Linked DNA regions of Anas platyrhynchos: region 2 is linked to region 1. The links are chromatin contacts, called in public Hi-C maps. All regions are on one chromosome and are shown on one strand. The core of a region is the stretch at or near the end of the contact, and the rest is flanking DNA. Distances in the headings are between cores, read along the strand shown.

What was found. Hi-C and Micro-C count contacts between places; a contact is called where the count stands out from the background.
Region 2: a contact with region 1 is called in a Hi-C map of small yellow follicle, with 2.9 times the contacts expected there. The contact joins the enhancer-like site here to the promoter of WNT4 in region 1. A contact is called at or near these places in 4 of 8 Hi-C or Micro-C datasets (F1 follicle, F5 follicle, small yellow follicle and 1 more).

The regions. Positions count from the first base shown.
Region 1 is chr22:8,197,868-8,204,970 of IASCAAS_PekinDuck_T2T, forward strand. WNT4 (Wnt family member 4) reads right to left here and starts at 3,903. Exons shown (of 5, transcript XM_027443167.3): 1 at 3,583-3,903. The coding sequence starts at 3,659.
Region 2 is chr22:8,281,128-8,288,284 of IASCAAS_PekinDuck_T2T, forward strand. No RefSeq gene overlaps it. Among named protein-coding and RNA genes, the nearest start is that of WNT4, 83 kb to the left of the region's middle. Within about 2 kb of position 3,299, at least 2 of the 8 cell types and tissues checked have an H3K27ac peak or open chromatin away from gene starts, as enhancers often do. A contact at or near this core is called in small yellow follicle, where this site is marked.

The DNA.
Region 1 (7,103 bases), core at 2,653-5,152:
CCCAACTGGAAGCTTTAAACTCCTGTAAATAGGGGGTAGATGGAGCTGCCGGTGGCACACCCTGCTCTGCAGCAGCATAATCACATCTCCTACTATTCAGAGTGCATGGAGAGCCTCCTCCAAAGCCAGTGCTGGATGTGTAACAGCAGGAAGAGGGAGAGAGGCTGCAATGACTCCCAGAGAGCTAGATAACCAGGGCCCTGCTCATAAGGGACCCCTGCCCTGTTGCCTCTTGAAGCTTTTCAGGCAGGGGAATTGATTCTCAGGGCTACAACTGCTCCAACAACCCAAATAGCTACAGGTAACAGCAACCCCAGTGCCATACACAGTTAGGAGAAACCCGCATTTACCCCCACTTCGCATATGTTCTAGTTCACCTCTTCAGGTGGGTTTCTGCTCCCCACCAGCCCCCAAAGAGTTAAATAAATCACCCCTTACCTCCTGCCAAGACAAGGGCCCAGCTCTCCCTGGGCCACTTCCAAGAGGTGCTCAGCCTGTGCAGTGCTGGGCGTTTGGCTGAACCCTCTGAGAACACCCCCAGCACCAGGATGTTGCTGCACCTCTGTCCGAACATGCTTCCAAATTCAGTCACGTTCCTGCATGCATAGGTTCAAGAGCTGAACTGAGGCCGTGACATGCAAGTTGCTTCGAATTGCAGCTCGTCCCATGGGTAAAGCAAGTCCCTGGAGTCCTCCAGAGGAAACACAGAAGGGAGAGGGACCTGCCCTTTATGCACAAGCACAATCAGCTACAGCCCTTTACTTCACTTTACAATTCTGTGCCTGCTTTAAGGAAAAGGCTTAAAGCACTCCGAGCCCCAAAAGGCAGAAGGAAAAGCAAGTCTGAAGCTTTCATTGGAAGGGGGAACAGAGCATCTCTTCAAATTTTTATGTCAGAGCTTTTTTGGATAGGCAGTGAGCCCAACAGCAACTCCCTGAGCTCAGACACTGAGAAAACACACCTGAGGTTTACTTCCTAGCCAGATAGAAAGTATCTCGGTCCATTTAATGAAAAGATCTGGCAAAGTCCCTTCCAGCTCGAAATGTGCAGCAGCAGAGCGATGCCTGGCAGAGATGCTGACACCATCCTCTTCGAGGTGGGATGGGGCTCAGAAGGCACCGTGTGCAGGGTCCTGATGAGCCCTACCTCACTGAGCTGGGCTTGCCGAAAACCTTCAGCTCAAGTGTTGCAAGTGGCGTTTCCGAAGTGCTCAGGGAATGCGAGTCCCGACAGGTCAAAAGACGCTTTAGAAAAAGCCTCGTCTTGTGAAAGGCACACTGAGCTTAATCACTAATCCAGCAGGTTTCTGGAAAAGCAAACTTCACTGTGCGCTGCCACCCAGTGCACACACGTACGTGCAGAAGTATGCACCTGGCCAGGCGCGCACCCAGCACCGTGCGCCAGCTGGATCCAGCCTCCAGATGCTGGGCGCGGGTGGGCAGCACCCAGGCAGCACTGCGATAAAGCAGAGCACGCTGGAGCCCACACGCATGACACATGCAGCTTTGCAAAGACATACGAGGCATACTCATTCCTTGAATATCTGATAACTCCTGGGATCCTTCTAACTCTGTTTATTGCCTCCGGCAGCCTTTGTTTCTGATGTGAGAAGATAAACAATGGGAATTGTCTTAATCCTAAAGGCAAAGAATAAAAAGCACTGAGCGGGGGATGATCCTTTTATCACAATACATTTGTAACATCAAAAAGTTGAACCTTTCTTTTGAACGCACTGAGCTGTATCTGCTTTTCCTCCCCTGTTGGCAGGAATGAGCCCTCCGTTCTCCCATGGATGAACCCCCCACGCCCACCCCTCGTGCTGTGCTCTCGTCGTGCTGCAAGCATGGCTGGCTGCACACAGTGCTACCGCTTGTCGCAGTGAGCCACCCCTCTGCCTGCCTCATCTTCCCACTTCTCCCCACCAGCCCCAGCCCTGCAGCCGTGTGCCAGGACTCCCCCTCCACACACCCATGTGGAGCTGACCCTGCTGCTGTGGTTTAACACCGAACCCCTCCTTCACCAGGTGCTTCCCCATGCCCATCCTGGGCGAGCAGGGGCTGCTCCTCCCCGGGACCTGCCGTCATCCTGCAGGGCTTCCTCCGGACTTTCTCCCTGCGGGAAAAGCGCTCCCACTCTTTCCGATGTACCTTCACCAGAGGCGTGACAGCTTAAAGACTACCTTGATAGCTGCTGCGATCCACCCACCTCTTTGCTAGAGTCTATCGGAGCACAAGTCGCTCCATCTGGCAAAACAGGGGGGAGGAAGGCTGAGCGCTAACACATCCCAGCCAGCTGCCCGAGGGTGAGCACCTTTTCCCATCAGCAGGACACTGGGAGAATACTGCTGACCTGGTGCCAGCTTTCCCCAGCCGTAGGGAGCATCCTCCAAAACCAATCCACCTCCTGCAGTCTGCAGCAAGCCAAACCTAAAGGCAGGAGAGATGGGAATCACAGAGAGCACTCCACAGGGGACATGCTTCTGGGTCCATGCCTGCCTGGGTGTGATTGTCGGGAGAGTTGCAAGCCTCCAGGGAGCTTTTGTGTTGGCAGCCCCAGCCTCCAGCCCTGGGGACTCCCTGGGGGTCTGTGGTGTGCCTGCCCTTGCTGATGGAGGCCTGGGGAAGCGAGCTGGATGCGGCCCACACGCCCAGCCCGACAGCAGGTCCGCTTGGTGCAAGCACTGGGATCTGAGTTCAGCCTGCGAGCACAGCAGCCGGTGACGCTGGGAACGGGGCAAATAGTGTCTCCCAAAAGACAAGATTTATTAGGAGGAAGCCGTCCCTCAGAGCTTTGAGGGAACGCGCTGTCACACTCCGTCCCCTCTGCCCTGGGGGTCTCCCCAGAAGACAGCCCCTCAGCCTTGGCAAATGTGCAGGAATTTTCCAGAACGATTTCCACCCCTGTTTACCTTAGACATTATTTCAGTGTTTGCTCAGCGGGTAACCAATGTCACCGGGCTCCTCTGCAGCACGCAGCAGCCCCCCACGGCCCCTTGACTGTGCTCGGGGGGCAGCGGGAGCCAAGACACGCGCAGCCTGACCTGCAACGGGTCCCCGGGGCCAGCGCACGAGCGAGCCCAGCTCGGCCGCAGCAGCCGCCCTGGCCCTGCCAAGTCCTTCCCTGGACCGATGGCCCTCACGGGGCGCCTCGCCAAGCCCCAGGCCCTGCTCTGACCCGGGGGCCCGACCTCGGCTCCCCAGCGCAGCCCAAGCGAGTAACTGAAGAACAAAAGGCGAAAGAGGGGTCTTTCGTGCCCCTCAAGCGAGCCGGTGAGCGGCCTCGACGAGGCGCGGGAGCCGAGCAGCCGGGCAGGGTCTGCATCCCTGCAGCCCACCTGCCGGGGCCGCCGGGCCGCCAGCCCCGGCCCCGCCGGCTCGGAGGGGGCGACAGCCCGGAGCCCCCCGCGGGCTGACCCGGGGCCGGGAGCCCGAACTCCGCCGCCGCCCCGCTCCGAAGCTGGGCAGCGACGGGGCGCGACCCCCGCGGGGGGGATGCTGCCGGGCCCCGCGGCACCTGCTCGGCCGCCCCCGGGGGGAAGCAACAAGTGGCGGCGGCGGCTTCCCCTCGCCCGCGGCTACTCACAGCCAGTTGCTGGCGTTGGCCGAGAAGGTTGCGAGGATGATGAGCAGCAAGGAGCGCAGGAAATACTCCGGGCTCATCCTGGAGGGCAGGCAGGCAGGCAGGGAAGGAAGGAGCGGAGCGGAGCGGAGCGCGACGACGGTGGCGACGGCGGTGGCGGTGGCGGCGACGGCGGTGGCGCCCGCCCCCCCCGCCCGGCCCACGGCCCCCAGGCAGCCGCCGCCGCAGGTGGGCGCCGGGCAGGAGCGGCGGCGGCTGGCGGCGGGCGCTGCCCGGTAGATGCGCCCGCGGCGGCCGCCGAGCCCGACTGTCAGCTCGGCCGGCCCATCCCGGGATGGAGCGGCGGGCCGGGGGCGGGCCGGAGGCGGGGGCAGCCCCGGGGGCGGCCCCAGACTGCGGCTCCCGGGGCGGGTCCCGCCGCTGGGGACACCCCCGGGGCGGCACCGGTGGCGTCCCCTCGCCGCGCTGCGCTGCCCGCCAGCGATTCCCACCCCCCCCCCCCCCCGGTGCCGCTCCACCGCCGGCAGCGGGCCGTGGGGCTCGGGATGGAGCACGGTGGTGCCTCGGTTTTCCGTAGCGCTGGGAGTAACCTGGGCATCCCATGAACTGCCTCCACTTGTGTTGGAAGGAGTCTCCCAAGGAGAGGTTTCTGAGGGTTCGCCACAAATAGGCAGCTCTTGACTTCGTCATCTGCAAACTGAAAAGAGGGAGGTCCTGGGGGATTACCCTCAATAGGAATAGCAGCTGGAGCTGGCATCGGGACAGGGCCACACACCCTCTTTGTGTCACCACAGGTCTGTCCCTGCAGTGCCTAGTGCTGGGCTTTGAGCATGTGGAGGAGGATGCTCAAACAAGCATTAAGGATTAAATCCACACCTGAAGTTGTCTAGAAAGGTCAACTGCTGGGAATCCCAGCAGCCTGGTTTGCTGGCCCTGGAGGCCAGGAGATGCAGTGGGAATCCCCATCTCTTTCCCCATCTGCCATGTCTCCATCTATCCCCCACAGACCGCATGGGCACAAATGACTCAATTTAAAGCCAGGAGCAACACGAGATGTCATGAGACGGCTGCTTGGAGTGAAACCCAAGATCCCAAGCAGCAAACAACTGTGCACCAAATCTCCTCCTGTCAATGCTATTAGTTAGGTCCATTACTAAAACCTCTTGCTACCATCTCTAAAATCTTGCCAAGCTGGTTTGGAGCTATTCAAAATTCCCTTTGTCTTTTCAGCCCAATTTTCCTGCTCACAGCATAGCTGGAGCATACTTATTCAAAGCATGGCAACTTGCACTGTGCTGCACACATGCCTAAGTATATTACACCTACTTTAAAATCTGTGCATTAGTTCCCTGTCAAAGTGAGGATTTAATTTCAAAGCGCTTTGACGTATTTTCTAGCTCCTGACAGGCTGCAGCCCACCCTCACCTAGTCATTCATCTAGCTTCGTGTTCTTGCTGATGATCTTGGTTGAAAGCGGGACACTGGCTGGTGGGCAGGTGAATTGGAGGCTGTCGCTGTGAGCCCCGACTAGGTAATTCAGTGCAACTGGAGCTGATTAATCTGGCTCATTGTGCAAGACAAAACCGTGGCTTTCCTCTTGCTTCTAATGCCTCTGAGTGTTGAGTGAAGTCATCAGGAAGGCAAGACCTGGCTGAAAAGCTAATGGGTAAGAGAGGTTAGAGGTGCCTGGCTGGGCTGCCAGAGCCATGTAAGTGCACACAAATAGTGTGCACTCACAAGTGTTTGGACCTCAGGTGCCTTATTGCCCCACAAAAGCCAACACCAAAGAGTCCAACAGAATTCAGATGAGTGAGCATGGCCCTGGACCTCTGCAGGGGTCTCAGGGGCACCATGCATACCTGCGGCCCAAGGAGCATCCCTGGCTGAGGTGCTAATGCTGGCAGTGCTGCTGGCAGGCTCAGAGAATGCTGTGGCTCTTCCCAGAGCAGCCCTGATGTCAGGATGGCACAGCAGGTACCTGGCCTGGGCTGGAAGACTGTGAGATACGATGGTTTGATTTCGCAAGGTCTGGGCTCCCTCGCCTTCATTAGAGCCCCATGTGCTGAGGGGTCATGCAAGATGCTCTTCTGCCCCATGAAGTCCCCTCCCAGCACCTGGCTCTGAGTTAAGGGTTGGTTAGGTGAGCCAGGGAGATGTAGCAGATCGTGTGGTCTTCACCTGGTTCTTTTCTCTGTTAGTAGCAGCAGAGGTTGCAGCCACTTGGCCCTTGCACCCTTGGAGATTTGTGTTCTCTGCTTCTTCCCCAGATCTGCTCTCTCCTCCTTTACTTTCCACCTTCTGCCTGTGACATGTCTGCCTTGGTGCCTTCCCTTGGCCCAGGAGCTGCGGGATGTCCTCCTGCTGCTGCGGCGGGTTCAAGCCACCTGTCCCCAGGGGAGCAGGTAGAGCAGAGGGAACACCCCAGCTTACCCCACAGGAAGGAATTGTCCACACGTGGCAGATGTGGATTTGTGCATGACCATGAGGTTGTTTGCAGCAGTCATGGCATTAGATCATCTCCATGGGATGCGTCGGGGTTTGGGTGTTTGCAGGGGGATGGATGGGAGCCCTGAGGGGGGGCAGATGCAGCACATCTGAAGTTAGTCACCCTGAAGGGAAGTGCCGGGTGAGTTGTCTGCAGAGCTGATAACAGAGTGGCGGGGCAGGAGGGGTGTTTATTTTACATCCTCCATGGTGAAGGAGGCGATGAGTGTGAACGGATAGACTTTGGAAATGGCCACTCACCAAGAGCAAGGGGAATCCCTTGGCCCTTTCAGAGATGCCATGAAACGCTGCTCAGTGATTACCTGCAAACGAGATACTTTTGGCCTTGTGTTCAGAAGATGCCAGGTTGCTGTTGTGAAGACTTCGAAGCACAGCTTGTTTGGAGTTGAGAAAGGGGAAGGTAAAGAAAAGTGTTTAAAGAGGAACAAGGTTTCCTGGTCTTGTGAACTGGTTTAGAGTGGACACAGTGAAGCCACTCCTTTGCCACCCACACAGGACAGCATCCATGGGGTGACCAACCCTTGTCACCCCCAGTGTGTCTTGGGGCTCAGCACCTGCTGTCGTTCCCCAGTGCTGCAGGGCGTTGCTGTTTGTTACAGTTAATGTCTTGCTTTAATGAACATCAAAACCTCATTAGATAAGAATGCTTCTTTTGATGTGTACATATTTCAGTGGATGGGAAGATGAATAGCATGCACCTAAGAGGTATTTCATAGGCCTGTCCAGGTGCTTCTGGATTCAAAGACTGCAGAGAATTACCGTTGCCATATCTCTGGCAAGGAAAAATTCCCATCTGTGGTAGCAGGATGAGGGTTTCCAACTCTGAGACCTAATCTGTGACCAGTGTGAAAGTGCAGAGCTTGCAAAGGACTGTGCAAAGGATTTAAATGATGTATGTACAGCTACCCTGAAGCATAAGTGCAGGCAGGTAGCACTGTGGCTCAGTTCCTGGTTCTGACCAGTGCTATTCGTCACAGAGGCTGCAGGAGGTCTCTCACAGGTTCTTTTTGACTTTCTGA
Region 2 (7,157 bases), core at 2,049-4,548, 83 kb after region 1:
CCCCGTTGAAGGATGATGAGTTGTGCCTTCAGCAAGCATAACACCTTGCAGGGGCTGTCTTTCCTGGAACAGAAAGCATGAGAGTGAAATAACAACTGGACTCTGTTTTCAGGTGTTTTTGGCTCCCTTTGCTGGGCGTCCTCAGGGTGCTGGTCTCTGCAGAGACACCTGAGCCGAAGATGCAAGATGCAGGGGAGTATTGATGCTGCAGCAGCACTGCAAGGTGTTAGGAAGGCAGGTGTGTTTGGACTGAGGTCTGTGTCTTGCCTTTCTCCAAGCCAGCCCAGCACAATGATTTCTACAGGAAGAAAACCAGCTCTCTGAGTGAGGTATCACCAGGCCTATGCACTCAAGTGACTCCTATAGATACTGCTAAAAGTCAAGAGCTCAGCTCACTAGGGGAAGAAGTGCTCTGCCTCAGGCACACCAGACCTTTCTGATCTGAATCTCTACCAGTCTGTGAAAGGTCTTTAGCTCAGAGACTATCCTCATTCAGTCTGGTATGTCCAGCTTGTCAGCTCTGGTAGTGGACATGGGGTCTAATAAAAGACCATCAAACAGTCCTTTTCTGTAAATCCTTTCATAGCACTGACAGTTAATAAAATTGATTTCATGTAACTGCTGCCATTTTCCAGAAGAGACAGGGCAAAGAACAACAGTGCCTGTAAAATAATCTTTTTTGTTCTGTGAAAGCAATTAGTTTTGCTTGGACTTTGTGCTTGGTGGTTAATTATCCTAAAACTGCCCCTGAACTCCCATGAGGTGGGGGTATTTCTGCTGGGCTGTCAGAGGTGCCAAATCTTGCAGCAAGGCTCTTTATGATTCTTGGTGATGCTCACTATTTTCCTTGAATTTTCAGCGTAGTGGCAGTGTGTGCTTGCATAAAAATTTGCTTTCTTAGCCTGTCCCCCAAGAAGTTTCTAGTCTTCATGGTTCAAAACCACAACCTGAGAGCACCCGGGAACAAAAGGAGAGTAAGACTTATTTGTTTATTGCTGATTTAATTCAGATTTTTATGCCAAAGTCATAATTTTGCAGAGCCTTGAGTTATGTTTTTTCATGACTGGGGTTGCTAATGCCAGCCTGTCCTTACAATAGTCCTAGGCTTTTGTTTTGTTTTGTTTTGTTTTGGAGGGGGGGGAGGGGATGAAAGAGGAGGCCACAGAGGGAGATAGGACCAAGCTTTCTTTGTGGTAATGTGCTTTCCAAGTGCACAGACTGTGAAAGTGAGATCATGTCAAAGGTACTGGAGATTGAGCTTTTGGGTGGAAGGGGTTTTTGGGTGGAAGGGGTTTTTGGGTGGAAAAAGGTGAGAATTCCTGAACTTTCACCGCATGTTAGGGTAGAAAAAAACCATACAACCAAAATATCTCATAAACCATTTTTCTTTCTATTTTTTTTTTTCCTACTTGTAACCAAGCCAAGAATAATTTGTGACAGGAAAGTTTGAGCATTTGTAAAAAATAAAATAATAAAAAAAAAATGAAAACATGTTGGAGTATTTTAGCATGAACCCAAACAGAGCGGCGAGTATTCAGCGGGCAAAAGATCCCTGATAACATGACACTCCACATTTTTGGCTATGTGTTGAAAGAGAGATTTTTTTGTATGTTTGTTTTATTAATGACACTACAGAGCTCAGTGCAGCACTTGCTGATTTTTGTGCTGTTAACATTTATCTGTCCTGCTGCCATTTGGTCTCCATTTGAGCTCTACACCTGCTTCCCATGTGATAAATAGGAGCCTCACACATAGCTGGAGCAGAAAGCCACCTTTTACCCCAACTCTGGCACATTTTAGAAACCATTTACCTTTTGCTGTTCTGCAGGGTGGGTGTATTTGACCCCAGTGCTGGACTGCCCACAAGGGGCTTGGTGTGCAGTGCTTGTTCATGTGGGATGGGACTTCTCCACGCATGCATTTCCTGTGGACAGGGACGGACTCTGTCATGAGCAGATGCATGGCAAACAGCCCAGCCACCTTTCTGGGGTGGACTGGGGAGGGACCCAACACCTCCACTCTGCTTTCCCTATCCCTGTCTCCAGCCCACTGAAAAACACTGACTTTTGCAATATGGCCAAAATTTCATGGTATCAAATACGGAGTGGTGCAAGGGAGGGCACCAGGGATGGTCTGCTCTGTAGATAACGCTGGCATGCAGGGATGAACAGGTGGTGCCCAGGGGCTGGCAAACAGGAGTGTCTCTGTACAGGGTTCAGCAGCCGAACAATTTGCCACAGGATGTGGCTGAGAACAAAAAGTTAGCAAGATTCCACCCCAGGCTGTACATTTGCATGGCTAACAAGAATATCCAGAGTTATAATAGTTAATACTGACACCATGCTCGGATGAGATATCAGATCCGTGGCCTCAGGGCAAACGCCGACTGTAACAGATTACAGGGAGGCCTCCGGGTGGGGGATGGATTAGCCAGCACCTGCCTGGCTGGGGACTCTCACCTTTCTTGAGCCCTGGGCATTAACCCCTCCAGCAGGCAGCCCATCTCCCACCAGAGACTGCTGACTCATCAGGATAGCAATATTCCCTGGAGTGCTGCTGCTGTGGATGAAATCCCAATGGAAACCTGCCCGGTTTCCTGCCAGCGTACCCTTGGCAGCCCGCCTGACCAGCTGGCAACAAGAGGAGGACATGGGAGCCCAACTCCTGAGCTGTTAAACTCCCCGACTCCTGTGCAGCCCGCTGGTGGGGAGTGGTGGGCTCCCAGCTGGCCCTGGCACTCCCAGGCTGGTGGCTTTGGAGCAAGGGAGTTCAGGAGGACTCTGCTCTGCTGTGGTGCAGCCTTCTGCTTTAAGCCCACCAGCTGGGAGAAAAGGGGAGTGAGGGGACAGACTGTTTTGCAAAGCCTGCTCTTTGGATTGCAGATAATCCTTCTTATCTCAGGTTGGCAAAACAAATCTCAAGTCACCAAAGTGGCAAAGCTGTATGGTCCCGTCTGCTGCCTGCCCATCTACTCCTCTGGTCATATCTAATGCTCTTTAATGCTCTTTCCTTTTTTTTTTTTTTTTCTTTTTTTTTTTTTTTTCTCTGATCTCTACTCTTTGTTTGGGTGAGAAAACTTCCTACTAGGGCTGCAGAAGATCATGGTCATTATTTCAGTGGGATCTGTGTAGGCTCTCCTCCAGACAAAGCATGTGTATGTCTGGCTTTGCTACTAGACTAGATGAGATGGGTTTCTCAGTGTTTGGCAGCCCAAATTCAGGTCCCCATCTCCCACACCGTGTGGGGTTGTGTAGATGAAAAGGACATGAACATAGGTATAATGGTATGAGCCCAGTCTTAGTCTGACTCCCCAGGTCCTGCCTCTGTTGCTTGTGGGTGGGTGGAAATTGTATTTTCTCGTTTCAAATGCATACTAACTTTTGCCAAGATGTCCTGAAACAGGAAATTCTACTAGCGTTTTCCTCCCCAGGAAGGTCACCTGTGTCCTGGCCATCACAAAACTTCCAACAGCCCACAGATAAGCTGCTTCTCGGACGAGAGGTTCGACGGGGTCTAAAAACTGCTCAGGGTATTAAGACTTCAGGCATGGAAGATGAGTTTGGACGTCTAACTCCTGGAAGTGTACACAGTGCCATCTAGCCGCGCCGGACCGCGGTGCAGAGCCGTCTGCTGGTACCTGCCCGACCCCAAGCACCCAGCCCTCAGCACCTCTCACCAGGAGAAGACTTGCCACCCCTTTTCCATCTCTGTCCAACCATCAGAACAGGCCACCGGCAGGTCAATGATGCTGGCACCTATCCCCACGTCTCTCTGCAGCCAGCACTATCTGAGAGATATGTTTATTTGAGAGATCTGCATTACTTTTAAGTTAGGGTGAAGTTTGTACCTGAGCAAGCTGGCCTCGATGAAACTGTGATGTTTTTGCTAAAAGCAAGGGCTTAAACTGACCAGATCCATTTCTTCTGGGTCTTCTCATTGGTGGTGGATGTGTCTCCTGGTGTCTCATTTCCTTTCACTGCTGGTGTGCTGGGAGTAGGGGTCTCCTGTCCCTCTTGTTAATCTTCTCTTTTCTGCATCTGATAGTTGGGAGAAGTACAAATAAGTACAGTTGTGTATTCAAACATTTTCCCAAGTCATTTCCTCTGGTCCTGGCAATCATTTCCCTTGTTCTCCACCTGGCAGATCTCAGTGCCAGCATGCAAATCTGGAGAAAGGTCAGAGATGCTCAGGCAGCTGGAGGGCTTGGGATAGTTTTGGACTCCATCTAGCAATATGCCAAGTTCCTTTCTTACAGCACAGCCGTGCTTACAGACAGATAGCTCAAGTGTAAGAGTCTGTGCCCTGTGGTTGGTTCAAATCATGAATTTCCTTTGAATGTGTGGCTTTTCACCTGTGATGAAACTGTGGGTCTTACTGTAACTGAGTGCTGGTTCTCAGTGCCCGCAGAGGGCAGGTCCTGTCTCTTGCAAATTTCACAGCTGGAATTGGCTGTGTAGTTTATTATCTGTCTCTCTTCTCTTCTCTTCTACCATTTCTCCTTCCTCCCTCACCAGGTGATGGGATGAAGAGGAAAATGTGCCACACACCAACATTTTCATCTGGCACGGAGGGAGATTTAAGGTCTGATATAGCTGGACTAAGATTTCTTGAGGAGTACAGTCCTCTGTCAAGCCCAGGCACAGCCACCAGGCACCTGGCAACCATAATTTCAGCTGACCCTCATTCTAGTTACTGTCATGGGCTGAGGCCGATGGGATGAGGCTCAACATGGTCAAGTGCTGGGTCCTGCACTTTGGCCACAAGAACCCCATGCAGTGTTACAGGCCTGGGGCAGAGTGGCTGGAAAGCTGTGCAGAGGAAAAGACCTGGGGGTGTTGGTCGATGCTCACCAACCACATCCTGGTTGTGTCAGGAACAGTGCAGACAGCAGGGCCAGGGGTGTGATTGTCCCCCTGTACTCTGCTCTGGTGAGGCCGTACCTCGAGTGCTGTGTTCAGCTTTGGGTCCCTCACTACCAGAAGGACATTGAGGCCCTGAAGTGTGTCCAGAGAAGGGCTAAGGAGCTGGTGAAGGGCCTGGAGCACAGGTCCTGTGAGGAGCGACTGAGGGAGCTGGGGTTCTTTGGTCTGGAGAAGAGGAGGCTCAGGGGGGACCTTATTGCTCTCTGCAATTGCCTGAAGGAAAGGTGTGGGGAGCTGGGGGTCGACCTCTTCTTGCAGATAACTAGTGATAGGACTAGAGGGAATGGCCTCAAGTTGTGCCAGGGGAGGTTCAGGTTGGAAATGAGGAGACATTTCTTCTCAGAAAGAGTGGTCAGGCATTGGGACAGGTTGCCCAGGGAGGTGGTGGAGTCACCATCCCCGGGGATGTTTAAGGAAAGGTTGGACGTGGTGCTTAGGGACGTGGTTTAAATGGGCAATATTGTGGGTAAGGGGGTGGTTGGACCAAATGATCTCTTTTCCAGCCTTAATGATTCTATGATCATCTGCCAGGAACATTTGCAGGCCGTGCTGCTGGACACCTCATTTTTTTGTGCCTCCCTCCCCAGTCCTACTTAACCTGCTTTTTGTGCTGAGAGCATTTTTTTTTTTCTATGCTATGTCAACAATTTTATTTTAAAATCTCACCTCATATTGCCTTCTTCTTCTGGTCCATTTCTATCAGCTATTTTCCCCACCTACTTCTCCTTTGCTGGACTATGTGGAGCAAGCAAAAAAGTCTTGCAAAAATCTAGAGAGGGTTCATCTTGAGTCTGGTGTCTATTACCCTCAAATGCATAATGCCTGTGGTTGATAATGCAATAGGATGTCATTCATTCATTGACATTGCATCACCACAAAATATAGAAGAACAGGCAGGAACAGAAAACCAGCTCCTTGGGTCTGCTTTATGTATGTGTGTGTGTCAACTGAAATCTTCATAATGCTTACAACATGGACAAACTTGTGACAGCTTTGCCATATAGGCACACACATGCACACAGACAAAATCTTGCCCCTTGGCCCAAACTTTCTGGCTTAGATTTACGCTTCAGACAGTGCAGCCCTAAAGAGCAACTTAGGGAGGGTTCATTAAGTCTTCTGTCGGCACCAGGTAGCTATGGGAGAGCCCATCATGCAGGCACCTTACAGAGTGAATGCCGAGAAACCTTGTCTTACCTGCAATGCTTGTCTCAGGATGACGAGATTTTATTTATTTATTGATTAATATTATTATTCACTGAATCTCCTATTTCTCTCCGGTGACTACAAAGGCAGTCAGCACTGTAGCTGGCTGAGAAGGGAAACAGCCCAACAGTTGAAGTCTGGCAAAATGTAAGTAACTGAAAACAGTGTCTCATAATAGGCCTTAATAACAGGCCTTGCTCTGAGACCCACCTGTGGCAGGCCTTGAACAGAAGAGCCAGGGTCAGCTCTCACTTACATGCCTAGGTATTTATGTGCAGGGCTTGCTGTTCAGCTGCAGTTTTACATTGTTCTCTCCACCTGCCCTGATCGTACCAGTGCTGTTTCAGAGAATATTAGAGCAGAAGGTGCCCTTCCCTTGCATCTCTTTCCATGAGATATCCTTGAGATATTTTTCCATGAGATATCCTTTTTCTGAGATATCCTTGGGCTGAGGGCTTGTGTCCACCATAGGTGGCTTGGTGGATGTGGAGCTGGGTTGGGCAACTGCATCACACTACTTGTTTTTAACAATAAAATGAAGGAAATATGAGAAAATGAGGTTTTTGTTTGTTTGTTTGTTTTGCATTAATATTGTGGAGACATATAAGCAACAGTAGCTAGAAATATTAAAAAAAAAAAAAGTGACTTTTTTATTCAAAAGGTGAAATTTTCTGAAGGTTCTGGAAAGTGTTAAAACCCAAGAATGAATCCGTGGCTGCAGTCCTAGCTCTACCAGGCATAACGTTGCCAACTTGGGTGATATTATTGCAAGTCTCTCTATAATTAACATTTTCCTTAAAGTCCTAGTTGCTGGAGACAAACAACAATAATAATAAAAAATCTATTAAAGAATCATGATTTTTAAGAGAGTCTCATGATTTTTGGAGCCTGATGTTTTAAAGACTGTTGAACTGTTTCACATGTGTGACTGGCAATCCTATAGGTGCTGTAATACTGCTGGGAACTCACAAACCCCTGCATGAGCCCACATGGGTGCTAGTGTATGCTAAGGTGCCACCAATATGTTTT